Regions from separate parts of the Sus scrofa genome. Here region 1 is linked to region 2. A link is a contact called in public Hi-C data. All regions are on one chromosome and are shown on one strand. The core of a region is the stretch at or near the end of the contact, and the rest is flanking DNA. Distances in the headings are between cores, read along the strand shown. Region 1 holds the start of MMP25 (matrix metalloproteinase-25). Region 2 holds the start of ZNF205 (zinc finger protein 205).

Region 1 (2,766 bases), core at 220-2,719, 40 kb before region 2:
GTCACCATCTTCCCAGAATCTTCTCCGATCCAAGGCCTTTTGCACAGGAGTCAGTGAAACAGGGTCAAGACAGGAAGTTCCTGGGACTCCTTGGGAAAGGAGCCCACGCGGCATGGTACCAGGACCCATGGGGGAAGCCCTGACTTGGCTGCCACTGGATTGATAGAGCAGAATGTAAAGGTGCCAGACTTCATGAGAGTGTGGAAGCTGGAGTGTTTGTTTAAAAGGCTTTATGTCAAGCGGTCGTGCCTCTTGCCCGCCTGCCATCCTGGGGACTGACTCTGACTGGGGACTGTTTCTCTAACCAGTGCTGCAAGCCAGGCTTGCAAAACCGCCGTTCAGACAGTGTTCCTGGGAGGTGCTAACCGGGAACCAGTAAGATTGCTGGAGCCTGCACAGGCTGCGATAGAAATGTGGGGTGCTGGGGGGCAAATTCTGTGTGCCGTAGTCCTGCATGGAGTGTGGACGTAGGCTTAGGGCAAGAGCCCGTGAGCGCCCCCTAGCGATGACTGCTGGGACTTTGAACTAGAGCGTTTCCAGGTTCATCCGCTGGTTACCAGCAGTCAGGTGAAGCTCCCCCAAGGACTGAAGGGCGTAAAGTGATCTTAAAACCTGAAATACCCATGGTGTCTAGGGTGATGTCAGAGAATGACTCTACTGGGATGGCCGAGCCCAGCGGAGTTCCATAATCAAATGGGAATGGTTTTTAGAGGACGGTGCTGCCTGGGAGATCCTCACGACGAGTAAGGAGTCTCTCTCTGAGCCCTGTGTGAGCAGCTGCTGGATTCCACCACTTGGGCAGTGAGCGCCCTAGAAACAGCTCTTAACTGGCCAAGAAAGGGCTGCTCGATTTGTAGACAGCAGTTCCGAGGTGAGCGGAAGGCCACCACTCTGATGGAAGAGGGTAAAACGGATCATTCTGGTGGGCTAAACTGCATGCTCTTTTCCTAGCCATGATGGAAGGATTGACGGCTGGTGTCTCAGAGGACAGCCTGCTACGGGGAAAGACAAAAACACATGTCTGGTGTCAGAAATGTCCAGTGGTTGGAGTTCCCTAGTGGCACAGAGGGTCAAGGACCCCAGCACTGTCACTGCTGTGGTTCTGATTACTGCTGTGGCCGCGGGTTCAATCCCTGCCTGGCCCATGGGACTTCCCATGGGGGAAGGGGTGTAACCAAAAAAAAAAAAAGAAAAAAATGATGAGTGTGGTCGTGGTGTGAAAGTAAAGGAAAAACAGGAGTTCCCCTCGTGGCTCAGTGGTTAATGAATCCGACTAGGAACCATGAGGCGGCGGGTTCGATCCCTGGTCTTGCTCAGTGGGTTTAGGATCTGGCATTGCCATGAGCTGTGGTGTAGGTCGCAGACACAGCTTGGATTAGACCCCTAGCCTGGGAACCTCTATATGCCGCGGGAGCAGCCCTAGAAAAGACAAAAAGCCAAAAAAAAAAAAAAAAAAAAAAAAAAAAAAGGAAAGGAAAAACACCAGGAGGAGGAGGAGTGGACATTTTTATTGCAAACGGGATTCTTAGGGACGGAACTGTGTTCCTAAATCCCTTTGTTGACGCGCTGGCCTCCAGCGCCTCGGAAGTGGCTGTATTTGGAGACGGGACCTTTCAAGAAGTGATCCAGGTAAAATGAGGCCCTTAGTGCGGGCCCTCAGCCAGTCGTAAAAGGGCACAGAGGAAAGCCCATGCGAGGACACAGGGACAAAACAGCCACCTGCGTGGCGAGGAGCGAGGCCTTGAAAAGGCTCCTTGATTTTGGACTTGCCGCCTCCAGAGCTGTGAGGAGGAAGTGCCTTTCTGTTGTTCACGTCCCCGGTCGGTCCGTGGGGGTTTGTTGTGGCGGCGCCAGCAAACTAGCACAGGATCTCCGTGGTTTAGTTTGCGTCTCTAGCTTGCTCATCCTGCTCACTGTTTGTTTTGCTTGAAACACACAGGGGGTCCCGTCGCTGCCCCCCGCCCCTCGCCAGGAAGTCCACCCCCATCTTCCTCCTCCTCCTCCAGCTGCCGGGCCTCCCAGCCCCCGGCTCCCCCCGGGGTGTGAGGGGCGGCTCTGCGCGTCTCCGAGTCTCTGCCTCCCGGATCTCGTGCCGCTCCCCCGCCTCCCCCACCCTGCCCTCCTGGCGGCGGGTAGGCGCCCTTGCTTCGGCGAGGACGTCAGTGGGTTTTAAGTGCCTAGTACCTGCCGAGAGGGGGCGCGGTCCCGGAGAAGCCTCCGGGCCTGGGATCTAGAGAAGCCAGGACCACCTTGCAGGAGGCAGAGACCGCGCTGCCCGCGTGGTGGGGGGAATGAATTCGGGGACCACAGGGAGCCACCCTCGCGCACACGCGGGGGAGATGCGCGAGGGGCTCGTCGCGGCTCCACCGCGAGGGAAGCGCCCCAACCTCCCGCTGTCCAGAAACCCCTCCGCGCTTCGCCGGCCGCGCGGCCTGGGGTCTCCGCCCAGGGCGGCTGGGGGAAGGGGAGGACCCGTTGCAGCTCCTCCCCCGGACCTGGCCGCCGGGATCCGCGAAAAGCAGAAGCTAGCGGCGATCCGGGGAGTCCCGCCGGGATTTAGGAAGAGAAACTTGCAGCCGTAACCCGGAGCCGTGCCCCGCGTTCTCTCAAGGGCTCGGAAGAGAGTCCCTGGGTTCGGGCGGGGAACTGAGCCACCTCCCGGTCCGCCCCGTCTCACTGGATGACCGAAGATCGGGCCCTTCCCCATCCCCAACCCCGCCCCCCGCTGCCCCGTGGCTGCTTTGCCGGGTGTACCTGCCCCGCCCA
Region 2 (3,134 bases), core at 376-2,875:
GCTGCAGCTGGCAGCCTACGCCAGAGCCACAGCAACTCGGTATCTAAGCTGCATCTGGGAACTACACCACAGCTCATGGCAACGCTGGATCCTTAACCCACTGAGCAAGGTCAGGGATGGAACCCGCAACCTCAAGGTTCCTGAGCAAGGCCAGGGTGGAACCCACAACCTCAAGGTTCCTAGTTGGATTCGTTAACCACTGAGCCACGACGGGAACTCCTTTTTTTATGAACATCTCTAAGATATGTGGCACACATGCAGAAGGAGCAGGTCAGCGGCATATGGTATACTACCTTTTTTTTTTTTTTTTTTTTTTTGTCTTTTTGCTATTTCTTTGGGCCGCTTCCGCGGCATATGGAGGTTCCCAGGCTAGGGGTCGAATCGGAGCTGTAGCCACTGGCCTACCCCAGAGCCACAGCAACGCGGGATCCAAGCTGCATCTGCAACCTACACCACAGGTCATGGCAACGCTGGATTGTTAACCCGCTGAGCAAGGGCAGGGACCGAACCCGCAACCTCATGGTTTCTAGTCGGATTCGTTAACCACTGCGCCACGAAGGGAACTCCGGTATACTACCACTTTTGAAACAACAAAACAAAACACAAAAGAGATCGGTAGGAGGACAAATGGCAGCCCAGTGAGCTGGACGAACGCATCGGGATCCCTGTGTTGCAAGATGGATTCCCCGGCAGGGCAGGCGTAAGGCCTGGACTCTTTCCTCCTGGAGCGCATTTCTTCAGCCGTGGCCTTGAAAAAGAAACATGCTGAACGAGGACCGTGGATCTTTGATCGAGGATCCTGGCCTAGAGTTTTTATTTCCGAATGCCAACCAGGGCATCCATTTTCGACACAGCAGAAAAGGCGTCCACACAAGGGACAGGTGAGCGACTACGGGGAATGCAGTATAACCCCACCCTCCTTTAAAGGGTACAATTTAAAATAATCATGTTGCGCTGTGGCGGTGGTGTCTAAGCAGCACCAGGACTCAGATCCGATTCCCAGCCTGGCACATTGCGTTAAAAGGATCCAGAGTTGCCACAGCTGTGACTCGGACCTGATCCCTGGCTCCGGAACTCCATATGACCTGGGGCCGGCCAATGCATACTTCCATACCGACCTAAGTACATGATTAATTGATTGAAAAAAAGCAACGTTGTCACCGCCAGGGCGGCGGGGCGGGCGGAGCCGGCAAAATAAAATGATATGCATTAAAAAAAAAAAAAAGATATGTAGGGAGATGCTTGACCAGAAATCGCGCTCCCGGGTACCCGGGCGCCAGCGCTCTCGGGCGGAGGGCCCTCGAGGAGACAGCCTAAGTTTCCCCGCAGGGCTCCCAGGTGTCCGCCCCGCGGTCCTCGCCGCCAGTCGCCCCAGTGCCGACGGGCGCCACGAGAAAACCGGAAATTGAAATGTAGCAGCCGGACGGGAAACTCAGGCACACCAGGGTCAGGTAGCACCGGGGTGACCCTCCCGACTCTTTGGGGCTGCCACTCGCGGGCGCGGACGGGAGCGCGCAGGTAAGGGCGACTGGGCGGTACCCTGGAGGGGCGGAACCATCGGGGCCACAGCCAATCACCGGCGTCTCTCGTGGCGGGAGGCGGGGTAGATTCGTTGCCTGGGCGACATGCTCCCTGCGTCTGCTTTCCGCCTGCTGCGGAGCTGGGCCGCGCCGAATTGTGTGCCCGGGGTTCCTGGGCCTCCGGTGGCTCCGAACCGAACGCATCTCTCTGCAGCCGCGTGGCATCAGGGAACAGGGCCTCAGGGTTGTTTCCACGGCTCCAGGTGTGGGCGGGCCGGTGGCCATGTGCTCTCACGACCTGGTCCCCAGCTGCCCTGGGAGTTCTTAGTTATTTCTCTTGAAAATTTTTGTATTTCTAGGGCCCCGTCTATCTAACACTTATTCTGGCTTCCTTTCTCTGTTTTCAGTGGTTAGCATTGTTCTGCTGTTTACTCGATTATTCCTATTTTTCCTGGCTTCTCTCCCTTTATTTGCCCTTACACTCTCTTCTTGCTAAGGCTAAATCTCTGCATTGCCCTGTCTCCGGGCTGGCTTCACCGTCTTAATTAGTACACGTTTGTTTTCATTTTCCTTGCTTCCTATGATGCTTTTTTTTTCGTTTTTATTATTCTGAGTATTTTTTTGTAAAGTCCTTTTTAAGGCCTGAGTCAACTCGCAGGCCAATCTAAGGGTAGATTGCAATTTACTTACTAAAAATGGTGTGTTCTTACTCAAGCTCCCTGAAGCTGCAGGATACCGGTGCTGGCATTTGTTGAGTGTTTCCTGTGCCTGAAGCCCCAATAAGTGACTTAATCCATGACAGCTGTCTTGTGAACAGGCTCCTGAGGTAAGTACATTCCTAATCTGGTGGCCTGTGAGCTGGACGGCAGAGGTTTTCTGCTGGAGTTGTTTGGAATTCTTTTGTTTCTTGTAATTATCGACGTTCAAAAGTTAGCTATTTCACATAGAGATCAAATTCTTTTTTGGCTTCTCTTGAAACATCCTCAAGCTTTGGTAATACGGAGTCTGCAACTACCACCTTGAAACAAAACATAATTTCTTGAGGACCTGGAAGTCCCTCCTCATTCTGGTCTTATGGTACCACCTGGGCACTGAAGGAGTTTAGCGGGGTTTTTTTGTCTTTTTTTTTTTTAGGGCTGTACCTGGGGCATATGGAGGTTCCCAGACTAGGGGTCTAATTGGAGCTGTAGCTGCCAGCCCACACCACAGCCACGCCAGATCCAAGCTGCATCTGTGACCTACACCACAGGTCACGGCACTGCCAGATCCTTAATCCACTGCGCAAGGCCAGGGATCGAACCTGCGACCTCATGGTTCCTAGTCAGATTTGTTTCTGCTGCACCATGATGGGAACTCCAGAGTTTAGGTTTTTGATCTCTGCTTACTTATGAACTCATCTTGCCCTGATGCCTTGCTGGTCTTACCGGGACTGCAATTGCCACATGGAAAATATTGTTTGATAATCCTTCCTCCTAGGCTTGCTCAGTCCTACATCAGCCCTAGATGGCTTTCCTCTCATTTCCAAGAAGGAGCAAATGTCTGTCACACAGTATGTGCTCAATCAATATTTTCTGGGAGTTCTGTTGTGGCTCAGTGGGTTAAGAACCTGACTAG

What was found. Hi-C and Micro-C count contacts between places; a contact is called where the count stands out from the background.
Region 1: a Hi-C map of alveolar macrophages shows a contact between it and region 2, with 1.7 times the contacts expected there. The contact joins the promoter of MMP25 here to the promoter of ZNF205 in region 2. A contact is called at or near these places in 9 of 47 Hi-C or Micro-C datasets (alveolar macrophages, blood, embryonic fibroblasts and 1 more).

Annotation. Positions count from the first base shown.
Region 1 is chr3:39,142,324-39,145,089 of Sscrofa11.1, reverse strand. It overlaps MMP25 (matrix metalloproteinase-25), which reads left to right and starts at 1,469. Exons shown (of 10, transcript XM_005662216.3): 1 at 1,469-2,766.
Region 2 is chr3:39,101,801-39,104,934 of Sscrofa11.1, reverse strand. It overlaps ZNF205 (zinc finger protein 205), which reads left to right and starts at 1,625. Exons shown (of 8, transcript NM_001243641.1): 1 at 1,625-1,783; 2 at 2,236-2,346.